2 separate regions of the Callithrix jacchus genome follow, and region 1 is linked to region 2. A link is a contact called in public Hi-C data. All regions are on one chromosome and are shown on one strand. The core of a region is the stretch at or near the end of the contact, and the rest is flanking DNA. Distances in the headings are between cores, read along the strand shown.

What was found. Hi-C and Micro-C count contacts between places; a contact is called where the count stands out from the background.
Region 1: a contact with region 2 is called in a Hi-C map of skeletal muscle, with 7 times the contacts expected there. The contact joins the promoter of STAMBP here to the promoter of BOLA3 in region 2. A contact is called at or near these places in 3 of 3 Hi-C or Micro-C datasets (induced pluripotent stem cells and skeletal muscle).

What each region holds. Positions count from the first base shown.
Region 1 is chr14:39,351,038-39,356,945 of calJac240_pri, reverse strand. STAMBP (STAM binding protein) reads left to right here and starts at 1,420. Exons shown (of 9, transcript XM_078349048.1): 1 at 1,420-1,458. It also overlaps a transcript of LOC103787882 not described here.
Region 2 is chr14:39,042,396-39,049,198 of calJac240_pri, reverse strand. BOLA3 (bolA family member 3) reads right to left here and starts at 1,646. Exons shown (of 3, transcript XM_017964230.4): 1 at 1,562-1,646. The coding sequence starts at 1,615. It overlaps LOC128929602 (a long non-coding RNA gene), which reads left to right and starts at 1,758. Exons shown (of 2, transcript XR_008476267.2): 1 at 1,758-2,257. It overlaps MOB1A (MOB kinase activator 1A), which reads right to left. Exons shown (of 6, transcript XM_035272216.3): 6 at 6,616-6,803.

The DNA.
Region 1 (5,908 bases), core at 171-2,670, 310 kb before region 2:
AGGTTGAATGCATTGGATTTTGGCCTGTGTTGCCTCCTGCCAGAACCCTATCTACACTATATGCCCACCCTATGACCAGCATCTCCAGTGCATCAGTTTCTTTAGGCTCAACCCATTATGTGTACATTCTGAAAAGAGTCAGTAGAGAGAGCTTTGAAGATAGGGTAGAGCATTCTCTACAATTATCTTCCCAGATTTATCTGCAGTAGATCCATGAGAGTCAATAGTAGACCCATGTACATTAATGCTTGCCGGGGGCAGAAGGGGAGGTGATGATGCAATTAAGTACTTTCAAACCCTAGTCTGAAAAGTTGATGACTACATAGAATCACTTCAGGTAACTCCAACAAAAATATACACAACAGAGTTTGGGAGAAATGAGAGATCTGAAGGCTGGCTAGGTGGAGGAGGCAACATCTGAACTAGGGCTTTAAGCTAGACCTGGAAGAACAGGTCATGTCATCACATTAACTAACTCACAGGAAGGCTCCCAAATTTGGGGAAAGTGTCCCCAGAGACTTTGACTTTTAAACCAAAGCATAACGTTTCACAAAGTCTCCTGAGGCAGAATGACTAGCAAGCTTGCAGGACCTTTTTGGAAAGAGAGTGTGTATGGATTCATACAGACACACATCTAAATGCAGAACGTGCCACTCTGTATTTGATGCATAAAACCACCTTGTCCGGTCTCAGCACAGGAACTGTCACACAGTTCTTTGTGTCTCCACTGCTTTTGCATAGTGGCTCTTAGAGATTAAACCCTTTTTTTTCAAATATTTTATAGTTTTTTTGACATTAAAAAGTTAGTCTCAGCCCGGTGCAGTGGCACACACCAGTAATCCCAGTACGCTGGGAGGCAGAAGCAGGAAGATTGCTTGAGTCCAGAAGTTGGAGACCACAGTGAGCTTTGATCACACCACTGCACTCCTGTGCTGGCCTGGGTGACCCTGCAAGACCTTGTCTTACCAAAAAAAAAAAGTTAGACTCATCTTCTTTTCTAAGCAGTAACAACTATTGCCTAATATCTAAGACTACCAATTTTGTGTAGAATGTAACGCAAGCTGAAAAATACATTCGAAAGACTTCCGGTCCCCCAATTTATAAATCCTGGTTTAGCTAAGTACGCAGGTGTACTGGGATCAGCAATCCCTACTTAAAAGCAGGAGTACTGTGAGCGTGATGAGGGGCTAACCCAAATCAAAATAATTTTAAAACCAAACCTTAGCTTGGTCATTGGTTCCGTCTTCTTCCCTGTTCCTTTTCCCTTTACCAAGATGGCCGATGCATTGTTCGCTCCTCATTGGTCAGATTTTCAGCAGGTGATTCACGCCCCACCAACTAGCTCTCCATCCCAAGTCCTAAATCCTTGAGAGAGTAATAAACCGACGGGAGGGAGTGGGCGGAGCGGGCGCCGGATGTGACGTTTCCGGAAGCTCCGAGTGTCATCTGCGGGGAAAGGTGGGGAAGGGTCCCGGGAACGTGGTGGGGCAGGGGCTCTGATTGTGGTCGGACTCTGAAGGGGAACGGCTGCCGTGAGTGTGGGGCCTGCAGCCTTCTTTCCCCGAGTCCCCTGCGCGGCTTGCCTCGCTCGAGGCACCCGACGGCTTCGGTCTCCGCGGGCTGGCGCCTGACCAGCCAGGCCCAGCGTTTCCCCGCCTGCTGCGTTTGAACGATCCTGAAAACCCTGAATGATTGTGCCCGGGGTTGGCAACTTGGTCCTGAGTGCCTTCAAGAAGTGCTCCTCAGGCAGTTGTCAGTGGAGCCCTTCCGACTGTATACGCCCCCTCCGCTCATACCTGCTACTTCCTTTCTCCTCCTCGTATTTTCCCCTCGGTCCTTTACGCCGCCCTTCCCCCTCATTTGCAGATGCTGCATCCCGCTTTTGGAATTGCTCAACCCGTTGGTACCCGGCGCCGCTTCCTGGCCTCGGGAGGTGGTTCCTTTCTTAACCCACAAGAACCTCTCCCAAGAGGTACTGAGATGCAACGACCATCCTCTGTTTTAGTTAACTTAAATGGGCTGTGGAGTAGGTTTACTAATTAGGCAACCTGGGGAGGTTTTAGATATGCTTGCGGCTTTCTGAATCCCTAAAGAGGCCTCTTGAGAGATGGACTGTCTCTGCATCCCTAGTAGTCCTCACGGCTTTTGTACTATTAGTGAGGGTGTTTTAGAGGGGAAGCTTTGTGGAGGCATTGTGACCCGAATATTGAAGAGACCTAAAGATGGAATTGGCTAAGATTGCCCCTGAAGGAAGAGTTGTAGCAGAAAAGAAAAACAGTAGATAGACAAATGAAACTGAAATGTAAGGATGCCTGGGCCGATTGGAGTCCTGACTGAAGCAAAAGATCTCTGCTGGGGAGGGCCCGTTGCCACAGGGCCTTAAATTCCAAGATTAATTTTACTGTAGCTTGTATATTCTAGAGCATGCTGATTAGGGTTTGCTGTAATGCATTGTGTATCAATTGCACAGATTTGTTTTGGAGATGATAGTGGTGATATCTGGTTGGAATCTGGAATCTGATTCTAACAGCAACTATACCTAGAAAGACAAGAATTGCTGGAGTCTTTGGACCCCAAGAGGGAAATCTGCTGAGTTGGTTGGTTGGTTTTTGCAATCCAAGTTACATCGTGCCCTTTTGTTATTCAAAGAATGCTTAGTCTATGAAGATGAATAAATGGTTGTTTTCAAGATCCAAATTCCTTGCCATGATGAATGGATGATTTTATAGATTGACTGTAGTGGTTTAGTGAGCAGAGTTATGATTGTGAGCATTAATTCCCAGACCAGTTCCCCTAACTCACCTTGTGCTCAAATATGAAAAAGTATACCACAGAAAATGTCACTCTCAGATTAAATAAAAATGGTCAACCTTGAAGTCAATTAACAATCCTCATGAAAGTTCACTGAGTGCACTCTGCCAGGTACTGGGGTGGAGGTATGTGGGTGTCTGGAAGGAGAAATAATAGAAAATGAAAGATACTGCTCCTACTCATTATGGGCGGAGCCACCTAATGAAAAGGAATTTGATTAACTTGAACTGAACCTTTAGTTGACCCACTGTGGTTATACTATTTATACCACCTAATTATGGGACAGGGATTGTACGTTTTCGAGTCTGCCAGTCCTTTCATCATTGTGATTTGGGTGAGAGTCTCAGTCTTCTTGTAAGAAAGTCTTTATTTAATAGGAGCCACAGCATTGGGTATGTTTCTCTTATATTTTCTTATTAAGGTAGAGGTCTGTGAGATAAACTATAAGACACTGCTGGGATGATGGGGGAAATGGTATTGATGCCATCTGTTTTTTCTGTCTCAGAACTTAGTCCTGATGTCTGACCATGGAGATGTGAGCCTCCCGCCCGAAGACCGGGTGAGGGCTCTCTCCCAGCTGGGTAGTGCGGTAGAGGTGAATGAAGATATTCCACCCCGTCGGTACTTCCGCTCTGGAGTTGAGATTATCCGAATGGCATCCATTTACTCTGAGGAAGGCAACATTGAACATGCCTTCATCCTCTATAACAAGTATATCACGTAAGACACCTACAGTTTCCTTTTTCCTTTCTGGTGACGGGTGCCTCGCTTATTCAGCTCAAAATTGCTAAAACTACAGAACTTCACAATATCATCAGCATTAATCATTTTTGCCGGCGACTCCTACATATTGGCTGTCCTTGCCATTCAAAGACATGAGTGCTGAAGGTGTTATTTTCATGACTCAGTAATTTATGAGTAAGAGATTTAGCTCTTTGGCCTATGCCCACATAGCCCAGCTGTTAGACAAAAGAGTTGGTGGTTAAACTAGACATGTTATGTACTGATGAATGCTTTTACTGTCCTCTTTCTACTAAAGCAGCCAATCATAGAAATATTGTTGGGGTCTAGCAGAGCCAAAATTCCTCACTTCTACTTATTCTGTTGCAAATTGAGTGATACAGGAAAAATTTTTTTCCTCTTAACCTTTATCATAATGATGCAAATCATCAAATAATTAGTAATTGCCTACAGTTTGTGTGGCTCATCATAATAAGACCTTTCCCTGGAGCTGTTTATCATCTTAGGGTAGGCAGCATAAGTAGAAGATTTCAGTATATTAACAGCAAACAACTAAAACTCTATTGACAGTGAAATGATACATAATTTAGAAAGGGAATAATGTTCAAAAATGATGAGTTTGTGTCCTTTGTAGGGACAAGGAAGGATCTGGAGAACATCATTCTCAGCAAACTGACACAAGAACAGAAAATGAAATACCGCATGTTCTCACTCACAGGCGGGTGATGAACAATGAGAACACATGGACACAGGGAGGGGAGCACTACACACTGGGGTCTATTGGGGAGAATAGGGGAGGGACAGCATGGTGGGGAGCTGGGAAGGGATAGCATGGGGAGAAATGTCAGATGTGGGTGAAGGGGAGGAAGGCAGCAAATCACACTGCCACGTGTGTACCTATGCAACTATCTTGCATGTTCTGCACATGTACCCCAAAACCTAAAATGCAATTAAAAAAAAGAAGAAGAAAGGGAATAATGTTAAAGGTCTTATTTATCATTTCTAATCTTGTTCTTTCACTATACCAGCACTTTTTAAAAAATAATTATAATGTATTTGGTTCTTAGTAGTTCATAGTGTATTTCACCTGCATAATTTTATTTGATTTTCATAGTTCTGTGTGCATGTTGTAGGGCACACTACCCTACATTCTACATATGAGGAAACAAGCTCAGTGTTTGGTGATATGCTCGTGTTTGAAGTGACACAACCTCAGTTTTCTAACTTCTAATTCAGGATTTGTTCTACAACATAGGTCCTGTTCTTCTTGTTTTCCGTTTAGTAATGTTCTATGAGTCAAAGAACTACTCAAAGGTAGTCTTTTGAGATCATAGTCAGGAGCCACACTGGCTATTTTTTGGTTATTTTTCTTACTACTGATTTATGATTTATGAGTAGGTAACATATATATATATGGTGCAGAATTCAGAGGCACAGAAAAGTAGCTATAGTTAAAAGTAAGTCTCGGCTGGGTGTGGTGGCTCTTGCCTGTAAGATCTGACATAGCCAGATCACCTGAGATCGGGAGCTCAAGGCCAGCTTAGCCAACATGGTGAAACCCTGTCTCTACTAAAAATGCAGAAATTAGTCAGCCATGGTGGCGCAAGCCTGTAATCCCAGCTACTTGGGAGGCTGAGGCAGGAAGATCACTTGAAACTGGGAGGCGAAGGTTACAGTGAGCTAAGATTGCGCCACTGCACTCCAGACTAGGCAACAGAGTGAGACTCTTGTCTCAAAAAAAGTCTCCCCACCCACTCCTCTTTCCCCGCAAACCCTCAGTTCTCCTCCCCAGAGACAATCACTCTTAGTAGTTTCTTAGCTGTCTTCCAAAAGATGATATACACATACCAGTTATATCACATTAAATTTTTGATCACATATTCCTCTAAAGCAGGTCTTTTCAACTTTGGCACTATTGACCTTTTGGGCTGAATTCTTTGTTGTGGAAGTTGTCCTGTGTGTAACAGAATGTTTAGCAGCATCCCTGGTTTCTCCTCACTAGATTCCAGTATCCCTCCTCCCCACAGTGTGACAACCAAAAATATCTCCAGATGTTATCTGATGTTATCTAAGGAACAGAATCACCTCTCTTTGAAACCAGTGCTCTAAAGAAAAGTATGTGGAAGAGTGGACTGCCTAGGATTCATATTGTAATTGTAAAGTGGAGAAATGGGACTTTATTGTCTTTTTTATTTAGAAATGTTGTCTGTGTTAGATGAGAAAACCTTAGACAGATAAGTTAAATTTAACAGAGTTTAATCCAGTAGAAAACGGTTCAGGGAACACTCAGGACCAAAAGTGGTGCAGAATGTTCCACTCCTTAGTGGAGGTTGTGCAGACTATATTTATAGTCAGA
Region 2 (6,803 bases), core at 397-2,896:
TGCTGGGATTATAGGCGTGAGCTACCGCGCCCAACCCAGGGAGCCTGTTTCTAATGGAACATGTCAACATTTAGGAGTAAAGGAACAGAAAACTGGTTGGCAGTCAGTTGGCTGGGCTGAGCTCATGCTGAAAAGGCAGACTGGGAATGGAGTATAGCAGGTCTTGAATGCCAGGCTAAAGATTGTGGACTGTGTCAGACAGATGATGTGGCTCCAGGTGATGGAACCCAGGCTCATGGTACCAAAGTAACCTGCAGGAAACAGTGCCTTCTGGAGCGAGTCAGGAAGAGGCATTACAATGGAGGAAGTACTGGGTGCTGGTCCCTGACTAGACATGGATGACAGGTGGGAGGACACTAGGGCCATTCATGGATGCTGGTGCTGATGTTCCCACCCCTCTAACCCTCAGTCCTTCCTGATAGCTCAGAGCAAGGTCCTGTGTCACAGAACTCAGAGCAACTCCTTTAAAACGAGCTGTGCACTGGCTCTCTCACCACTGGTCTTACAGACCAGAACTGAGTAGGGCAGCATCCCAGAGCTGACCCCAGGGGAGGCACTTGGTGTTGGATAGATGAATGAATGAGCAGGGGAAGAACTACTCAGTTAGGGACAGTTCTACTACTGGGCCCCAGCAGAGAAGTCTGACAGGCAGTTGAAACACAGGTCAGGAGAAAGGTCCAGGGTGTGATTGTCTGCCTGCTGTATGGAGGGACAGAAACTCAATGTTGAGAGACTGGACAGGATTGCTGGGGGTGAGGGTGGGGTGGAGCTGCTTCTGGGGGCAGAATCTTGGGGGAAAAGGCAAAGAGTAACCAGATGGCAGACAGAATCAGCAGCCACTAAGGGGTGAGAGTGGTCAGTGTTGCAGAATCCTTGGGAGAAGTCTTTCTTTCATCTTTTCAGATCTGTGGTCAGCGGCCTTTAGTGGAATAATCAACTGACAACCCAGATCATCACTGACCAAGCTCAAAGTCACCACAGTGGAAGAACTCTTCATGCACGGGCGAGGCAGGTATAGGTCCAGGGGAGATGGAAAATGAAAAGAAAGAGAAGTGTATGAACTGAAGCAAAGGATGAATCAGAAAGTGGGAGTAATTAGGAGAGCGCGTGGTAAGTGTCCCCAGCTTGGGTTCTGCTCCGGTAGTGTGGGATCTGGATAGGATCAAGGTCAGAGGCCCAGTCGACCTTCCCAAGGCCCCGGCTCCACTGCAGTCCCCTGCACCCACGCCTTGACCTCGGCTATGACTTCTCTCTTCCGCTCCGCAAATCATCTTTTTTTTTCCCTTGTGCCCGCTGTATTATGACTGTTTATGTGTCTGTCCGCCTGACCTCCAAACTCCACCCAGCTCGGGAGCTCCCCCAGAGCGCTCCGGAGCTTGAAATTTCGAATGCCGAACTCGCTGAGTGAATGAATGAATGAATGAATGAATGAGAGAAAGGAAGAGGAGGCCCCCAGTGGCCGGTGCCATGCGCGCCCCTCAAGCCCCGACAGCTGCCGGCCCCACGGTCCCTCCGCAGCTCCCGTCCCGGGGAGAGCAGCCCCGACCCAGCCCGCGCTCACCCCGCGTATCCCGCGGAGCAGAGGCGCTGCCGCAGCTGGGCTCCATGCCGCCATGCCCGGCTGACGCGACCCGCCGCCCGAGGTCACTATATGCCCGAAAGATGCGGAGCGGGAGACCGAGAGCAGCCGCCGTGGGAGAGGCCGCCCCCTGCCGCCCGGAGGCCGCCAGCCTCCCGGGGCCCCGCCCCAGTTCTCAAGGCCCCGCCCCGGAGGCCTCCGGTCGCCTGGCTCGGTCCCCCGAGGCTGCGGGACGCCGGGCCCCACCTCCCCCTCCCCTGGCTGACTCTCCACCCACGATACTGCAGCGCCTGTCGGCCTCGGGACCCCGCCCTCTGCCTGGGCTCGCCCCGCACTCATCCAGCCTCCCCAGGGCCGGTTTCACTGATAGGGTCCCCTTGACCACGTGAAAACCTTTTTCCTCCCCAGCTCAAAAACACTCCAAGGTCTTGGCGCCCGATACGAGACTTCCCTCATCCGAATACCTCTCGTGCCCCTGATGCACTTTTCCATTCCCACTCCCCACGTCGGCAGCCTAGCTTCTAACTGAGAGCTTGGCCTTCGATCCTGGTGTGGGAACTCGTGGAAGGATTTGATTCGCGCCTTAGAAAGATCGCTGTGCTCCTGCGAGGAGGAGGGCGTGTAGGGGCTGCCACTGGAGACACGGTCAGAAGCTCCGAGGCTACCGCGATGGTCCAGGTGAGAACGGAGGGGCCTAAACTAAACCAGTGGAAGGAGGAACTGAGAAGAGTGAACTGAGACACTTGGGAAGTGAACAGAATCGAGCGACTGCATGTTGGGGTGAGGGTGGGGAAGGTATCTGAGATGACTCCTGTTTCTGGCTTGGACAATGACTTGGATGGAGGAGGGTTAGTTGGGGGCTAAGCAGAGTCCTCGAACAGTTTTGAATTTGCCTGAGTTTAAGGTGCCACAGGACACAGCCTAGCAGAGGCCCAGGTTGGAGCCATGGACCACAGACCGTGAGAATGGAACGGAAGCTGACGCCATGTGGGATGGGGTAGAACTGTCAGCAAATTCGCCTCGCCTCTGGAGTCCTCAGACCAGTCAAGGCAGAAATTCAACCAAGCTCCTCCTCTCTCTAGCTGTATTTGTTTGTGCACGTGGTCTGATGGCACCCTGCAGGATTTACCAGCTTTTTGCCAATATTCTGGTCTATGTAATCAATACGTCCCTTCAGCGTTGCACTTGGATGGAGTGGACCTATAGTTGTTCTATACGGATGTTGTCTAAAACATTTATTACAATATTAACTGACTCCTAGGTTCTGGCCTTAAGAATTTCTCCTTTGGATCAATTACTAGCCTGTCTTACATTTTATGCTTCCTTCCTTTAAAATGTTTACAGATGATTTGCTAACTTCTAAGTTTTCTTCATTGAGTCAATGATGCAATTAAAACTGTCAAAAAAATTTTTTTCAAGCAGGATAATAGTGGTGAACCATCCCCTTGCTATTCAAACAGCATGGTTTAGATGAGGCACATCTATTCCCAGTTCTAGGAGTGGAAACAGGACCCAAGTCTGGCTAATCAGAGATTGGCTTAGGATTAGCCACATGATCTGAGCCAAACCAATGAGAGTTAGTATAGGGACTTTTCTGGAACTAAAGAAATGGATCCTGGCCAGGCGTGGTGGCTCACGCCTTTAATTCTAGCACTTAGGGAGGCCGAGGCGGGCGAATCATCTGATTTCAGGAGTTCAAGAGCAGCCTGACCAACACGGAGAAAATCTCAACTAAAAATACAAAATTAGCCAGACGTGGTGGTGCATGCCTGTAATCCCAGCTACTCTGGAAGCTGAGGCAGGAGAATCGCTTGAACCTGGGAGGCAGAGGTTGCAGGAGCCATGATCGCACCATTGCACTCCAGCCTGGGCAACAGACAGCCTTTTGCAACTTTTATTTTAGAATCAGAGGGTATATATGCAGGCTTGTCACAGAGGTATATTGCATGGTGCTGAAGTTTGGAGTATGAATGAATCTGTCCTTCAGGTAATGAGCATAGTACCCAATAGGTAGTTTAAATCCTTGCCCCTTTTCTTCCTTCCTCCCTCTTGTATTCCCCAGTGTCTATAGTTCCCAGACGTTGATCTTTTTCTGGTGTGCTGCTAAGCTGGTAGAAAGGCTGGAGTAGCTGGCAACCATCTTTGCAACCATGCAGGCAGAGCTACTTTGGAAATGAAGCAAGACAAAGAAGAAAACAGATAAAAGGAGACAAATGCTTGCCTTTGTTTGTACAGCTGGAAACCAGCAGTGCTGGAAATGAGCACTAAACCCAGTTTAATTGGGTTTCTCACTTGTAACCAAGTGAGGTTAAACAAAGCTTACAGATTTGTATTGGCAGAATTCTTCTTTTTATTTAAAAATGGTACTTTTGGCCAGGCAAGGTAGCTTATACCTGTAATCCAAGCACTTTGGGAGGCCAAGGCAGGCAAATCACCTGAGTTCAGGAGTTCAGAAATAGCCTGGCTAACATGGTGAAACCCCGTCTCTACTCAAATTACAAACCATTAGCTCGCCTTGGCGGCCTCTCTACCAGCTTTTTGTCTCCAAAAAAAAGGGTACTTTTGCTTATCTCTAATCTTCCATTTCCCCATAATTTGACAACTGCCCACACTGTTACTCTGAGCTACTCTCTGCCCATTTTCCTCCTATCCTGTTTCCCCTAGGCTGTCAGAACCATCTGAAATGAAAACATTTAGGCAGGGCATGGTGGCTCACGCCTGTAATCCCAGCACTTTGGGAGGTCAAGGCAGGTGGATCACCTGAGGTCAGGAGTTTGAGACCAGCCTGGCTACATGGTGAAACACCATCCTACTAAAAATACAAAAATCAGCCGGGTGGGGTGGCATGTACCTCTACTCCCCAGCTACTAAGGAGGCTGAAGCAGGAGAATCACTTGAACCTGGGAGGTGGGTGTTGCAGTGAGCCGAGATCGAGCCATTGCACTCCAGCCTGGGCAACTGAGTGAGACTCTGTCTCAAAAATAAATAAATGAAAACATTTACTACTTGAAATCCTTCAGACACCCCATCACCTACAGTTCTTTTTTATGATTTAACCACTATCTACCTGCCCAAATGAAATCTATCCTTCAGTAATATTATACTTGCATCTCCCTGTATAAGCTATGCTACAAGTTTGGTTATGCAGTTGCCCACTTTTTAATGCCCAGCTTTTAAGGTTCAAGCCTTGTCTTCTCCCAATGAGCCACCTCTGACTGCCACCTCTGTAAGCTTAGGGCCTGCAACTTACCTGTAACTTTTGTTGCACTTATGGCCCTTTACAACTATCAATTTATGTATGTGTCTGTTCTCACTGGTCTATAAGCTCCATGAGGACAGAGCCTTACTTGACATCTGGGACAAAAAGTGCATGCACTGTTATTACTGAACAGAACTGACAGAGGCTCAGCAATTCGCGCTCCACAGGTCTAAATTTGAAACTTTCTAAAAAAGGATTTGCAGGACAATCTGACCAATCTTGGGCTTCCAAATTAGTTCCAACAGTTCCAGTATTATTATTATTTTCTGGCAGAAACAAATAAAAGGTAAGTTTTACTTAATGATTAAAATAAAAGTGAAATGCATTTAGTCCCAGGAAATGAGTCAATGCTTTCTGCATCTTACTTTTTTTGCTGTGACCTTGAGATTCTCTTTTCTTCAGCTGTATTGGTCCATGATCACTCATAGCTTTCATACATATATTAAATCTGGGCCAACTCAGAAAATTAATTAGGTAGGAACTCTTTGGATGCACCTCCTTTTTTAACCTCATTAGGATTTTTCATCGTATCAGCGTTTTATTTTATAGAGCTTCCTAGTACTGTTGAGCATGCAGAATTTTTACAAATGCTATCCAGAGAAACAGAGGCCTGACTTGCTATGTACTATTTCAACTTGTCAGAGCTTCTGTGGCATGGTCTAAAGAATACTGAAATATTTCTGGCATATCTCTTAATTGCAATCACTTTCCCCAAGTTGCTTTATGAATTAAATGAGATAACCTACTAAAGGACTCCTGTAAAAAGCAAAAAGGGAGCTAGCTTTTGAGAGGTGCCATGGTGGAGACTGGCATCTAGTGGCCAGCGATGATGATGCAGGCTAGTGTCCACACCTAAGTGGGGATGGTGCAGGCTGTAGTGTGTCCATACGTAGTAGGGACATCAATGGGGTATTTGTTAGAGAAGGTCCATGGCATAGTTTGGACACTTTCTGGCTGTGCAGGTTGGAACCCAGCGTCTGGCTCTCCCAAAGATTAAGCTTATCCTTTTTATGATCAATTTTAGGCCTACTGAAAATATCAAAAGAAAAATAAAAGTGATTGCTAGTTTACTCATGGCTTATACAAAATTAGTATTAACTAGGCTGGGTGTGGTAGCTTATGCCTGTAATCCCAGCACTTTGGGAGGCTGGGATGGGCAGATTGCTTGCGCTCAGGGGTTCGAGACCAACCTGGGCAACATGGCAAAACCCCATCTTTACAAAAAATACAAAAAATTAGCTGGGCATGATGGTGCATGCCTGTTGTCCTAACTACTCAGGAAGCTGAGACAGGAAGATCACTTGAGCCTAGGAGGTGGAGGTTGCAGTGGACCAAGATTCTGCCACTGCACTCCCACCCTGGGCAACAAAGACCCCGTCTCAAAAAAATTAAATTATTGTTAACTTGTACTGTTTAGCCACATTCATTAAGTTTTTAATTTTAACTCTGTGGTCTCAGAACCAGGAATGTACAAAGAGATCTGGAGCCTGATTCACATGGCAGCAAGGAGACCACGCATTTTTGTCTGGTATGGGTTTTAGCCACTATCAGAGACATAGTTTGTTTCTTAGGCATTGGGTCCTAGTACTATGATACTTAGTTCATTTAGGAACTTCTATTTTTAAGGGCTAAGAAAACATTTTAGCCACTAAATGATATGCAAAGGTAACTTTCCAAATTTAAGCTGTACTCAAAAAATCCACAGAACCTGCAAAACTCTCAAGTTTCTATATTTAAACAGAAATAAGTGTGTTGATATACATACTTTAATCAGTCATTTCTTGCTTTCAATATATTTTATTCTGATGAAGTTACAAAAGTAGATACAAAATACTTTTTTTAAAAAGTACAGTTAACGGACTTAGAAAAATAGATAAAGCCCCTAAGGATTTTAAAATACAACATAAATTTTTATGTAAAGAACATTTAAAAATATTTTAGATGGTAACCAAAACTAACTTACGC